2 separate regions of the Danio rerio genome follow, and region 1 is linked to region 2. A link is a contact called in public Hi-C data. All regions are on one chromosome and are shown on one strand. Each heading gives the region's core, a stretch centred on a gene start, on an enhancer-like site or on the middle of the called end of the contact. The rest is flanking DNA. Distances are from core to core; before and after follow the strand shown. Region 1 has its middle 32 kb from the start of dtx3. Region 2 holds the start of rnd1b (Rho family GTPase 1b).

Evidence for each region. A called contact is a pair of places that touch in the nucleus more often than the background predicts.
Region 1: a Hi-C map of an unstated tissue shows a contact between it and region 2, with 2.1 times the contacts expected there. The contact joins the enhancer-like site here to the promoter of rnd1b in region 2. A contact is called at or near these places in 1 of 18 Hi-C or Micro-C datasets (an unstated tissue) and 1 of 4 datasets of contacts at active chromatin or transcription factors (gastrula embryo).

Annotation. Positions count from the first base shown.
Region 1 is chr23:29,934,526-29,941,246 of GRCz12tu, forward strand. No RefSeq gene overlaps it. Among named protein-coding and RNA genes, the nearest start is that of dtx3, 32 kb to the right of the region's middle. Within about 2 kb of position 1,461, at least 14 of the 62 cell types and tissues checked have an H3K27ac peak or open chromatin away from gene starts, as enhancers often do.
Region 2 is chr23:29,896,966-29,902,923 of GRCz12tu, forward strand. It overlaps rnd1b (Rho family GTPase 1b), which reads left to right and starts at 2,039. Exons shown (of 5, transcript NM_001044396.2): 1 at 2,039-2,300; 2 at 2,575-2,662. The coding sequence starts at 2,181.

The DNA.
Region 1 (6,721 bases), core at 211-2,710, 37 kb after region 2:
AAAAGTGACATTCTGTCGCGTTTCGCCTGGTGCAAACAGCCAAATTGCTCAGCACTGCAAATCTCATCATGGAGCGTGCTGTTAGTATACGGGGTTACAATGTAACCTGCTCACCTAAAGTTTACATTTCTAATATTTTTTGCTGATTATTACATACCTAAAATAATATTTTCACTAAACATCTTCAGAGATTAAAAGATATTACATTAAAATTCATGCGAAATATTAAGGAAAAAAGTTACAAACTACAAAATTTCAACAAAATTGTATAAATTTTTGTTTCTCTTGAATTTTGCTCTTTTAAAAAACTTTTTATTGACTATTTTTCACATGCATATAAATTTGGGAGTATTAATTTTAACTCGTTATCAAAAGTTATTTTGTTAGATAAGCTTCAGATTTGGTTTTAGTACTGACTAAACTAATGTATATGAACAAATATAACTTTGCAAAGCTTCCTATAGAAAATATTAATTTAAACAAGAGATTTGTGAGGTGTACTTATATATGCTGAGCACTGTAAATATATAATGTATAGTAATATATTATTGTAATAGGGTTATACATACCCAATTACAATATCAAGCATCATAGGTTTTTTGCTCTGTGTTCATTTTCTATCCAAATGATTTCTCGTAAACCCCTCTAAATGGCGCAAATGTATTCATGAAATGTTATTAACCACTATAAACAATACTGTTTACCCAAGCAAAATGTCTTTTCCATGCGTGTGCTCTTTTAATCATCCTGCAAGTAGCTGACAGTAGCCTGATCCTGTAGTCTCCCATGAGCACCCTGTCCACCCACTCGCTCTCTATAGGGCAAACACAGACATGATCAATTGTTCAGTGTTCCTAAAGCTCCGCCAGACTCGTTTTTTCCAAAAGCAGCACCAAAATCTTCCTTGTGTTTCTAGGACACATCCAAACACATTAAACGGTATGTCCTGTCCACAATTCAGTCAAGCAACTCAAGTGTTTCCGTGTTTCCTGTCTGGATGAGCAAATTTAGCTACGATTCAATTCATCTTTGTGCGTTTGTTTGGGTGATTCATACTGCTGCTAATTTAATCGTCTAATTAAATATTGGTTCCGATTATAACAATATCCGCATGCCTGCTCTGCATAAACCGAAACAAGACATAAACATTGAAAGATATGCACACACACACACACACACACATTGGCATTGTGCTTTTTCTCATGCCATCACTAGGCAACAGTGCACACAAAGGCTCTGGTCTGATGTGCCCAATGTGACAGTGTTGAATGCATTGAGTGGGGCAGCCGGAGCAAAGCCGTGGATTCAAGCCACAAGTCAGGTTTACTGGCATTGTTCTCATTACCTCCAAGCGAAAGAAACAGAACAAAATATCGGCGAGCACTCAAGCGTTGACCAACCGTGTCCTGCAAGTAAATCTGCCAAACAACAAGGAGGGGGGTAAACCACTGTGTACCGAACACGGCCAGGATGATTCATCCCTGTCAAAGCCAGACGACTCACCCAAATGCACAAATACGCTTTTTCAGTTTAAGTGCCAGAGCTGGATTACATGTAAGTTATATATGCTCTGGATTGAGGTCACCTTGTCTGAGGTTTTTATTTTTTGGAATAATGACTGAATATTATCCTGCATTTTTTTTGCATAGAATACATGTTTTTAAAAATCAGTTTAAAAAACTTTTATAAAAATAGATAAATGTACACTCACCGGCCACTTTTTTAGGTACACCTGTCCAACTTCTCGTTAATGCAAGTTTCTAATCAGCCAATCACAAGGCAGCAACTCAATGCATTTAGGCATGTAGACATGGTCAAGACGATCTGCTGCAAACGAAAGGTGATTTAAGTTACTTTGAACGTGACACGGTTGTTTCTAGAAACTGCTGATCTACGGGGATTTACACGCACAACCATCTCTAGGGTTTGGTCAGAAAAATAGAAAATATCCAGAAAGTGTCAGTTCTGTGGGCGCAAATGCCTTGTTGAATGATCAGAGGAGAATGACCAGACTGGTTCCAGCTGATAAAAAGGCAACAGTAACTCAAATAACTACTTGTTACAACTGAGGTTTTCGGAAGAGCATCTCTGAACGCACAACACAACAAATCTTGAGGCAGAAGGCCACACCGGGTGCCACTCATGTCAGCTAAGGACAGGAAACAGAGGCTACAATTCGCACAGGCTCACCAAAATTGCACAATAGAAGATTGGAACAACGTTTCCTGGTCTGAGGAGTCTCAATTTCTGCTGCAACATTCGAATGGTAGGGTTACAATTTGGTGCAACAACATGTAAGCGCGGATCCCCGCATCCTGCTTTGTATCAATGTCAGACTGGTCCAACCCAGTACGAGTAAGGTGTACCTTATACAGTAGCAGGTGAGTGTACAGATTTGTGCCCTGATATGTCCCAAAATCATGTTGAGACACAAAAAGTGTACGGTTAGTGTCAGTTATGTATTAAATTCAGGTTGTTTTTAGAAATTACTAATGTACAACGTACACATCAACAAATTAAAATAATCAACATACAATCCACAAATACTTGTACAATACACTTCAATTCAATCTGAAATTGAAAACACCCTAAGGCACAGGTGTCAAACTCAGTTCCAGGAGCCTCTGCACAGTTTAGCTTTAATCCTACTTTAAAAAGCCTGATCTCACTAACTGAGCCCATAAGGTTTGTTTGAAACCTGCAGGTACTGTAAGTGTGTTAAAGCATGGGTTCAAACTGCGGCCCTCCAGGAACTGAGTTTGACAACCCTGCAGGCATTTTTTTGCATTTTCCACTGTATTAGCAGTCACACCAGCAGATAAAGTTAAGTTAAAGTTATTTAAGACAATTTTAATAATTATACAGTGCATCCAGAAAGTGTTAATACCGCTTCATTTTTTCTACATATTTTTATGTTACAGCCTTATTCCGAATGGACTAAAATTATTTATTTCATCAGAATCCAACACACAATACAGCATAATGACAATGTGAAAAAATATTTTTTGAAATTGTTGCAAATTTATTAAATATAAAAACCAGAAAAATCACATGTACATAAGTATTCACAGCCTTTGAAGATCTAAATTGAGCGCAGGTACATTTTGTTTCCACCTATCATTCTTGAGATGTTTAAGCAGCTTAATTGGAGTTCACCTGTGGTAAATTAAGTTGATTGGACATGATTTAAAAAGGGAGATACACCTGTCTATATAAGGTCCGAGGGTTGACATTGCATGTCAAAGCACAGACCAAGCATGCTTTTGACCTCAGACTAAGGCGACGGTTCATCTTCCAGCTGGACAATGACCCAAAGCAAACCCCCTAAATATCAATGGAGTGGCTTCACAACTACTCAGAGAATGTCCTTGAGTGGCCCAGCCAGAACCCAGACCTAAGTCCTATTAAATATCTCTGGAGAAATCTGAAAATGGCTGTACACCATCAGTTCCCATCAAACCTGATAGAGCTTGAGAGGTACTGCAAAGAGGAATGTTCATACCTTTAGTAACTGTTATGTTTTTCTTTGCTTTGTTGGTCCATTTCTCTAAGTGTGAAAAATAAGAGTTGTCTGGAAAAAAGCTTGTGGCATTATATTCAAAAAGACTTGAGGCTGTAATTGCTGCCATAGGTGCATCAACAAAGTATTGAGCAAAGGCTGTGAATACTTATGTAGACAAGGTTTTTTATTTTTAATGAATTTGAAACAATTAAAAAAATATATTTTCACATTGTCAGAATGGGGTATTGTGTGTAGAATTTTGAGAAAATAAATAAATTTAATCCATTTTGGAATATGGCTGTAAGATAAAAAATGCAAGAAAAGTGAAGCGCTATGAATACTTTTCGAATGCACTGTAGTTGTCGGTTATCCAATATTAAATTCCAATATTAAATTCCAATATTTGTGCATCCCTAAAAATAGTGCATCTTTAGACCTTTCTTTAGTCAACATGAAAGCAGAGCCAGTTCTTGTTTCGAGACAAGCAGTTTGAAACACACAGACATCATTGAACATCATGAAATAACTGACCACTGCTTGACACAATTCAGATTTAAGTATTCCCGAGAGCAATGTAATAACGGTTATAAAACCCCCAAGGCCTTTTTCTCACTTCCATTGTGGCTACAATTCATAACGTGTTGTGAAGAACCATGAGATTTATCATAACGAGATCCAAAAAGTACATCTGTGCCATTAAGTAAAAAGAGAGAATTACACACTGTGGGAAAGTATTATATTGTGTCAGATCCTCACTTCCACCTTGCCGTCTTGTAGCCTGACCATTCAATACAGAGCAAAAAATAGCTGCCGTTATTGTTGAACTAAGGTTGTATTTTAAGGGTACAGCTCTTAAGGAAAAGCTGAGGATCGAGGAACTGAACTGAATGAGAAGTGATGTTAAAACCCAATGACAAGGCTGCAATTAGGAATAACAGTCCCTGAACAAGCACTTGGAGGATGTTTCTCCATGTACCCATACAGACTTATGGGAAGCCAAGCACAAAGTGAGCATGAAAGAGGTTATGTAAGAAACACACAGTGACTTTATGTTCTGTGCTGCTGATGGGATCCAAAAACAAGTCCTGTTTTTGGTATTTGATAGTACTTTTGTGATGCTTCACTGCTATTTTTTCACTTTGCAGTTGCTCTTTTTAATAGACAGGTAAAAAGGATTTGATTTGTACTAACAAAAAGTATCATGTGTGTACCTTGGCAGGTTTTACTACAACATCATGACGAAGAGTTAAATAATTGCATTGATCTGTGGTTCATAGATTGGAAAAGCACATGATCCACAGAAAAACTGCATATTATTTTACACTTTCAGATTGTGAAGTTTAAAGGTCCCGTAAAGTGCTTTGAAATGTGAGTTTTTTTTCTATTTGTAATTTGAATAAACGCATCATGAAGACAGGTGGGACTAGCCCCTTCCCTTTAAAAAAGCAGTCAGTAGAGTTAGGTTTTACCTCAGCTCTGCTGTATGCAAGATAGGCTCATTCTTAAAATGTCCCCTTATATACATTTCTGGAGATCGTGAATTATGTAGCCAGAAGGTCTTATTGACTTTTAAAACGAACGCTACGGGGCAGTATGATGCCGTTCCTTTTCACGCTTACCTTCATATGGAGAGCTTTCCCACTGTTACCAGTTTGTCCAGTGGCTCATCGCATAAGTTGGTGGACTTGAGGTGCAGAGAGGAGTTGACCATGACGACATAGTTCAAGTCCGGCAAACAACGGTTCCAGAAAGCGGGTAAGACAAAAACAAAAAGGCAAAAAATAAAATAAACATGTAAATAACAGGGTGAGAATGTGGTAAACCTGAAAACGTGGTTAAAAACAGGCGAGGGCTTTTCTTTTTATGGATTGCTTTTTAAAACACTGTCAAATAGGTTTAGGGAAGGAGGATGGTTGATCAGTTGATTGGTCAATTGTCAGCCAGTCAGTCATTCAGTCAGTGAGTTAATCAGTCAGTCGACAGCTCATAAGATTGAGCCCAGTGCTCCCTCCCGTAGCGTCGATAGAGGAGTTTGAGTTTGAGCTTTAAATGTGTCCAAAAAAGCAAATAAAATGCACTTTTTATCAGACAAAACTTTTCTTTTTCTTTTCTTTTTTTTTTTAATTGACATTTATAAAGATCTATTGTCATGTCTAAAATATGCACATTAATATGTCCTGGCTAAATGTCCCAGATTAGAGGTTACTACACATAAATGGGGAGATAATCTCATATTAAAGCAACTACACATAAATGGGGAGTTAATCTCATATTAAAGCAATGTTATTGCAAAGTATGATAATTATATTAACAAAATAACTGCTTTTTAACAGTCCCGCACATCACATCACCTGTGCGCCCGAGCAATCATCCTCTCATACACCTGCTTTTGCTCGCGCGAACACAGTGATTTTTGTCAGTCGTGCTGCGTCTCAATTCTAAGATCACATTTGCACGCATATTGGGCCATCCTTATTGTCGAACCCTGCTTTAAGAAAACTACAATGTAAAAATTATTTGCAACCTGCCAATACCCAGGTCTTACCCACCAGAGCTGATAGATATTGCGATATGAATATAATTTCTCAAGATAACTCTGTTTGGAAAGAATTCATAACTTTTTGTTGATTGGGATGGTTTAGGAGAGTCCACCTACATAAAAATGTGCAAAATTATGAAAAAATAAATAAATATATACAAAATAAAATCAATAAAAAACACAGATGAAAATAAAACAGGACTTAACAGATACATAAATACAATAATAAAATGTAAATAACACAGCATATTCTACATTGTAGAAATAATTAAACACAATTGATCTTTATTAAAGTGGCAATCTTTAGAATTTCTTACTTCCAGATGGTTTCAAATCACTTGAAGTCGCTTGAGATCCTGCGATGTGACTATTGCAGATTCGCACATTGCTATACCTATGCTGAAAAGATATATTGTGCAGCTCTAATTTAAACATTTAAAAAATATATTATTATATGTAAAAAAAAAAAAGCATTTATCAAAATTATTAACTGCTGTAGCTGTATCGTTCATTGTTTGTTTGTTCAAGTAAAGAAATTTGACAAATGAAACATTTTTGTAAAATGTTACTGATATAAGTAATGTCCTGCAAAATTAATTAAAGATGTTCTGAAATTCATGTTCATTTATGAAACTATTATTATTATTATTTTCATTATTATTATCATTATGCAATCACAT
Region 2 (5,958 bases), core at 789-3,288:
GCAAAAAGTACTGCTCTAAACCATTGCTGTGAAATTACCATCTAATTTCAGTGAGAAGAATAATTTAATTAATAGGGGATGGGGAGAGAAGTGTTTGCGTAAGTCCATTCCTCTCTCAGCCTGCTGTCTCTGAGGTGTTTTACATACAAATATAACCTTGAAAGTGTCAGAGCCAGCGTGCCTGGTGTCTATCAGACCACTTTAGCCTTCTGAGACTCCCAGAGGGCTGAAATTCTCTACTGGCCCATCAGGCCAATAAACTTTTGGCCTCCCACCTAAATACATGTGTCCAAAACAAACACAGACAGGGATCAAAGAGTAATTTGTCAAAAAATCCAGCCAGTTAGTAATGTAATCAAAGCTTTTCATGGTTTTAATCAAGGGGATTTTTCATCCGAGTCATGTTACTTTACTGTAAAAGTACTTAAAATAAGCCAAGCATGTTGAAATATATAACTAGAGGATGACTATAATTCTGTTTTCAGGGAAGGGGGATTTTAATTTTAATTTAGGTGGACATTTGAGATTATTGATGATTTTAAAGATCTCAGAAATAAAAGGAAAACCCCTCAAAGTCCTCTTGTGAAAGAGTGTAGGCAGTTCACATGTCATTAGGTGAAAGTAAAGTCATCGGGTGGAGAGACAAATGTGTGAATAAGTCTATTGACCTCATGTTTGTGGCTATTGGTGCTGAATACAAACAATCTAATTAATTACCCCAGAGACAATGAAGATGCCAGAAAAGTCAACTGGCATGATTTAGCTTGTATGTGACAGACATTCAGTATAAGGTACTATATCAAATGCTTCTCAAATGAGACCCAAGGCTGCATCCAAAATCACACACTCTCGAATATGTGCTTATTTTGGATCAACTATGTTGAAACCAAAAAATGTATACTCTAATGTCCATAATTAATTATGGTTTATTAAGTTGTAACCACTCACTGATTACATTTGTACAGGGTGCGAATTAGCCAACATGGGTGGTTTGGGGGGATAGACCCCCCCTAATGAATGCTTGATCCCCCTATAGGTGTCAAAACAAGATGTATGGGTCAGCCCTTTAATAGTGAGAAATTGTTTTTCCTGATCTGTATCTTAAATAATAATATTAATAATTAAAATAATAGATAAGACAAACTTACATTTGACCACCCCAAAATGGTTCATACCATAACAGGGGTTCATGTATAATTGTGCCAATTAGTCTTTGCAAGACTCATTCAACACTTAACCAGCAGATCTAGAGCAGCTATGGATATCGTAAATGGTCACGAGACAGTTTTCCTGTAAAATAGGTGTTTATATTTACATAGAGCCTAAAAGAAAAATTAGACACGTAATTTAAATAGTTTAAGCTAGTAACCTCTGAAATAATCAGGTACTGTATTTCAGAATACATTTATTGTCCCTTAAAACACTGAAAACTTTTTATGTCATTTAAATAAATAGATCAATTTAATTCACTGAAAACTTAACAAAAAATTAAATAAAATTGACCCCCTGATCGCCAATGTATAATTCACATCCTGCATTTGTACAATAGTTTTACTACAAATACCATGGTTAAGATGTGGTTGGAGTGGAATACTCATGGTTAATTGGTTACTATAGTTTTGTATCTCTTTTATCTGTAGTATCACATGGTTAATATCCATAAGTGATGAATTTGTGCAGTATGAATGGATAGTTATCTGGATGTTGACGTGTTGCATCCAATTTATTTGCCTACTTTTTAAATTCAGACATAGGCTAATTATTCTGTCACATCCTGTTTTTAACAGCCCATAAGACTCTTTTGTAGCCACAAAATAACCCTAGCTTGGTCATTTTGATCAGATAGGGATATAAAACTAGCACATTTTCCATGGAATATTGAAGTCATTAGACAGGAAGAGACTAAAGTTTCCCAAAAGGCTGAGTCGTCGGGAAAATACATTTCTAGACAGAGAAAAGAATGCAAGACGTCATGCGCATCGTGCACGCTGATTGGCTGTGGTGCGGCATATATAAACCCCCAGTCCACAGTTCAATCACTTCGGCTGCAAGCAACTCGTGTAGTATAGTGTATATATCCACCACAGGAACGCTTGTGCACTCGCGCATCCTCGTGCTGCTCTGTTTTAGATCGGTTTGTTTTCGGATTACCTTGTTCGGTTATTTAAAAGCGCTAAACAATGAAGGAAAGAAGAAACGCACAGCCACTGGTGGTCAGATGCAAACTGGTGCTGGTTGGGGATGTTCAATGCGGGAAGACTGCGATGTTACAGGTTTTGGCGAAGGATTGTTATCCGGAGGTGAGTACAGAATTTCTGAGGCCATGTATTAAGATCTCCCTAACAACACAACTGTTGTTTCTTTCATGCATGTCGATTGTATCGTGACATTCTTTGGTTACCAATTCCGTTATATGATCATATAGTTTATTTGAATGGCACAACAAAGTAAGACAAATATTATAAACTATTTAATACAGAAAATGAACGCATTAAATTCCAAGCGGTTTGTTGTGCACTAATGCAGCATCACATGCATGATAATCGGTGCTAATATGTTGCACCTCTTCCTCAGACGTATGTGCCCACAGTGTTTGAAAACTACACAGCCTGTTTGGAGCTCGATGACCAGCGTGTTGAATTGAGTTTATGGGACACATCAGGTAAGACCATACGGGTGAACGCTTTAAATGGATCAAAATGGACATTTCTAAATTTTCATGCCGTGCGACTTGGATAGAATCCTTTTCAGTTGTCAGTGAGGCAGAATGGGTGACAACATAATCACGTGAATCAAGGAAACTGCACAGTGTGTTAATAAAAGATTACATGGATATATATATATATATATATATATATATATATATATATATATATATATATATATATATATATATGAAAAACATAGATAATAGATAGATAGAACAGAAAATAAATTAGTGGCAATTGTGATTCAGATGCAAGTTCTGATATTAGCTGTTATCATTAATAACATTGGAGCAGACATGTTTGCAACACCATGTATATAAATAATTTTATTAGGATAATATAATATGTTTGAATCTGTGTAATTTGAAAAGAGCTGCACAGAAAGATATTTGTGCACTTTTGCTTGTGAGTGTATATGTAATCGGGTAAACACTGGAAATTGGAAACTACAGCATTGTTTGATGGTAAAAAAAAATGTTTCAGCATCATGCAGACTGTATTCACAAGTCTGAAACACTTCTTACAGTTGTACCATGTTGAATCTGATTAATGATCTGTTTGGGGAAACAGCCAGGCTTGTTTTGAACTATGTTGGCCAATCAAGTCATGCTAATTACTAAACTAGATCTGATTTGAGTTTTTATTTAAGTGCAAATGTTGTTATTTATGCTAATGCTGAAACACCGCTACAAAATGTAAATGTAGAATAATTGCAACAGATGTTCAGTTTGCAATGGAATAGCACACAAAAAATCCTTATACAGACTTTTTCATTTAAATCTCAACATGTGTGTATATATATATATATATATATATATATATATATATATATATATATATATATATATATATATATATATATATATATATATATATATATGTATATATAGTATATAGGTGTGTGTGTGTGTGTGTGTGTGTGTGTGTGTGTGTGTGTGTGTGTATATACATACATACAGTTGAAGTCAGAATTTCTAGCCCCTCTGAATTATTTGCCCCCCTGTTTAATTTAGTGTAACGGAGAGATTTCTTCAACACCTTTCTAAACGCAATAGTTTTAATAACTCAATTCTAATAACTGATCTATTTTATCTTTGTCATGATGACAGCAAATAATATTTTACTAGATATTTTTCAAGACACTTTTATTAAAGTGACATTTTAAGGCTTAACTAGGTTAATTAGGTTAACTAGGCAGGCTAGGGTAATTAGGCAAGTTATTGTATAATGATGTTCTGTAGACAATCGGAAAAAAAAATAGCTTAAAGAGGCTAATAATTTTGACCTTAAAATGGCTTTTAGATAATTTAAAACTGCTTTTATTCTAGCCAAAATAAAGTGAATAAAACTTTTTTCCAGAAGAAAAATATTATCAGACGTACTGTGAAAATGTCCTTGCTCTGTTAAACATCATTTAGGAAATATTTAAATAAGAAACAAAAAAATTGGGGGGCTAATAATTCTGACTTCAACTGTATACACACACACACATAAATAAATAAATATAACTCAAACTGTTTGAGGAAACCGATTGCAACAAATCATTTAAGTTCAAAAAGTAATCCGAATGAGGACTGTAAATTTAATCCATTTGAGTAAATAAAGCAATTTGAGTACAGTAAAACCCAACTAGAATTGTACATTTCCTAAAGGAAATGTGAATGGGGTTTGCGTGGCAAATCGATGGGGTAAAATGCATGACTGTACTGGCCAAAAAGCAACTACATGCTAATCGAGGTTCTAGCAACATGTTAATATGATTAGCATGTAGCTAACATGATACTAATAGTGTTAGCATCATGCTAGCAACATGCTAATCGAGTTGCAAGCATCATGCTAACATGTATAGCATGTAGCTAGCATGATGCTAATCGTGTTAGCATCATGCTTGCAACGCTAATCGAGTTGCTAGCATCATGCTAACATGATTAGCATGTAATTAGCATGATGCTAATCGTGTTATCATCATGCTAGCAACATGCTAATCGACTTGCTAGCATCATCCTAACATGATTAGCATGTAGCTAGCATGATGCTAATCGTGTTAGCATGATGCTAGCAACATGCTAATCGAGTTGCTAGCATCATGCTAGCAACAGTGGTAGGGTGCCCTGAGTGGTTGCTAAGGTGTTGCTAGGTGGTTGCTAGGGTGTTCTGAGTGGTTGCTAGGTGGTTGCTATGGTGTTGCTAGGCGGTTGCTAGGGTGTTCTAAGTGGTTGCTAGGTGGTTGCTAAGGTGTTGCTAGGCGGTTGCTAAGGTGTCCTGAGTGGTTGCTAGGTGGTTGCTAAGGTGTTGCTAGGCGGTTGCTAGGGTGTTCTAAGTGGTTGCTAAGGTGTTGCTAGTTGGTTGCTAGGGTGTTCTGAGTGGTTGCTAGGTGGTTGCTAAGGTGTTCTGAGTGGTTGCTATGTGGTTGCTAAGGCGTTGCTAGGCGGTTGCTAGGGTATTCTAAGTGGTTGCTAAGGCATTGCTAGGTGGTTGCTAGGGTGTACTGAGTGGTCGCTAGGCCCTTACTAAGACGTTACTAGGCGGTTGCTAGGTGGTTGCCAGGTGGTTGCTAGGGTAATTTGGGTGGTTGCTAGGCAGTTGCTAGGGTACCCTGGGTGGTTACTAGGCAAGCCTCACATACATGCCTGATGAAATATTTATACTTAGTAAGCATTTCTAGCAAGTTACAGTACTTGGCTAGTCATTATTAGCATGTAGCTAGTCACTGCTAGCATGTTTAGCATATAGGAAGTTCCGTTTGCTAGCATGAGTCAAACGAGCCAATCCCCAAGTCTCTACGATGTTCTGATGCTGAGATATAGCTGTTGATGAATGGTTGCTAGGGTACTCTGTTTTGTTGCTATGGGCGAGATTACAGAGTGAACTTGAATGTGGCTGGCTGTCCAAGTCAAATGAACTAATCCCCATGTCTCTATGACACTGCTATGCAAAGATATGCATCTAGGCCTATTTTAATGGCAGTGTATGGGACCCGTTTGGGGGCGTGGCTTGTGAGCTTCATTATCATATTGAGATGCTCATTGGTTGTCTTAGTCAGATGAGCCAACCCCCAAGTCAATAGGACACTGCTAAGCAAAGATATGCATGTAGACCAGTTATAATGGCAGTCTATGGGACCAGTTTGGGGGCGTGGCTTGTGAGCTTCATTATCATATTGAAAAGCTCATTGGTTGTCTGAGTCCAATGAGCCCACCCCCATGTCTCTATGACACTCCTATGTAATGTTATAGATGTGTGACCTTTA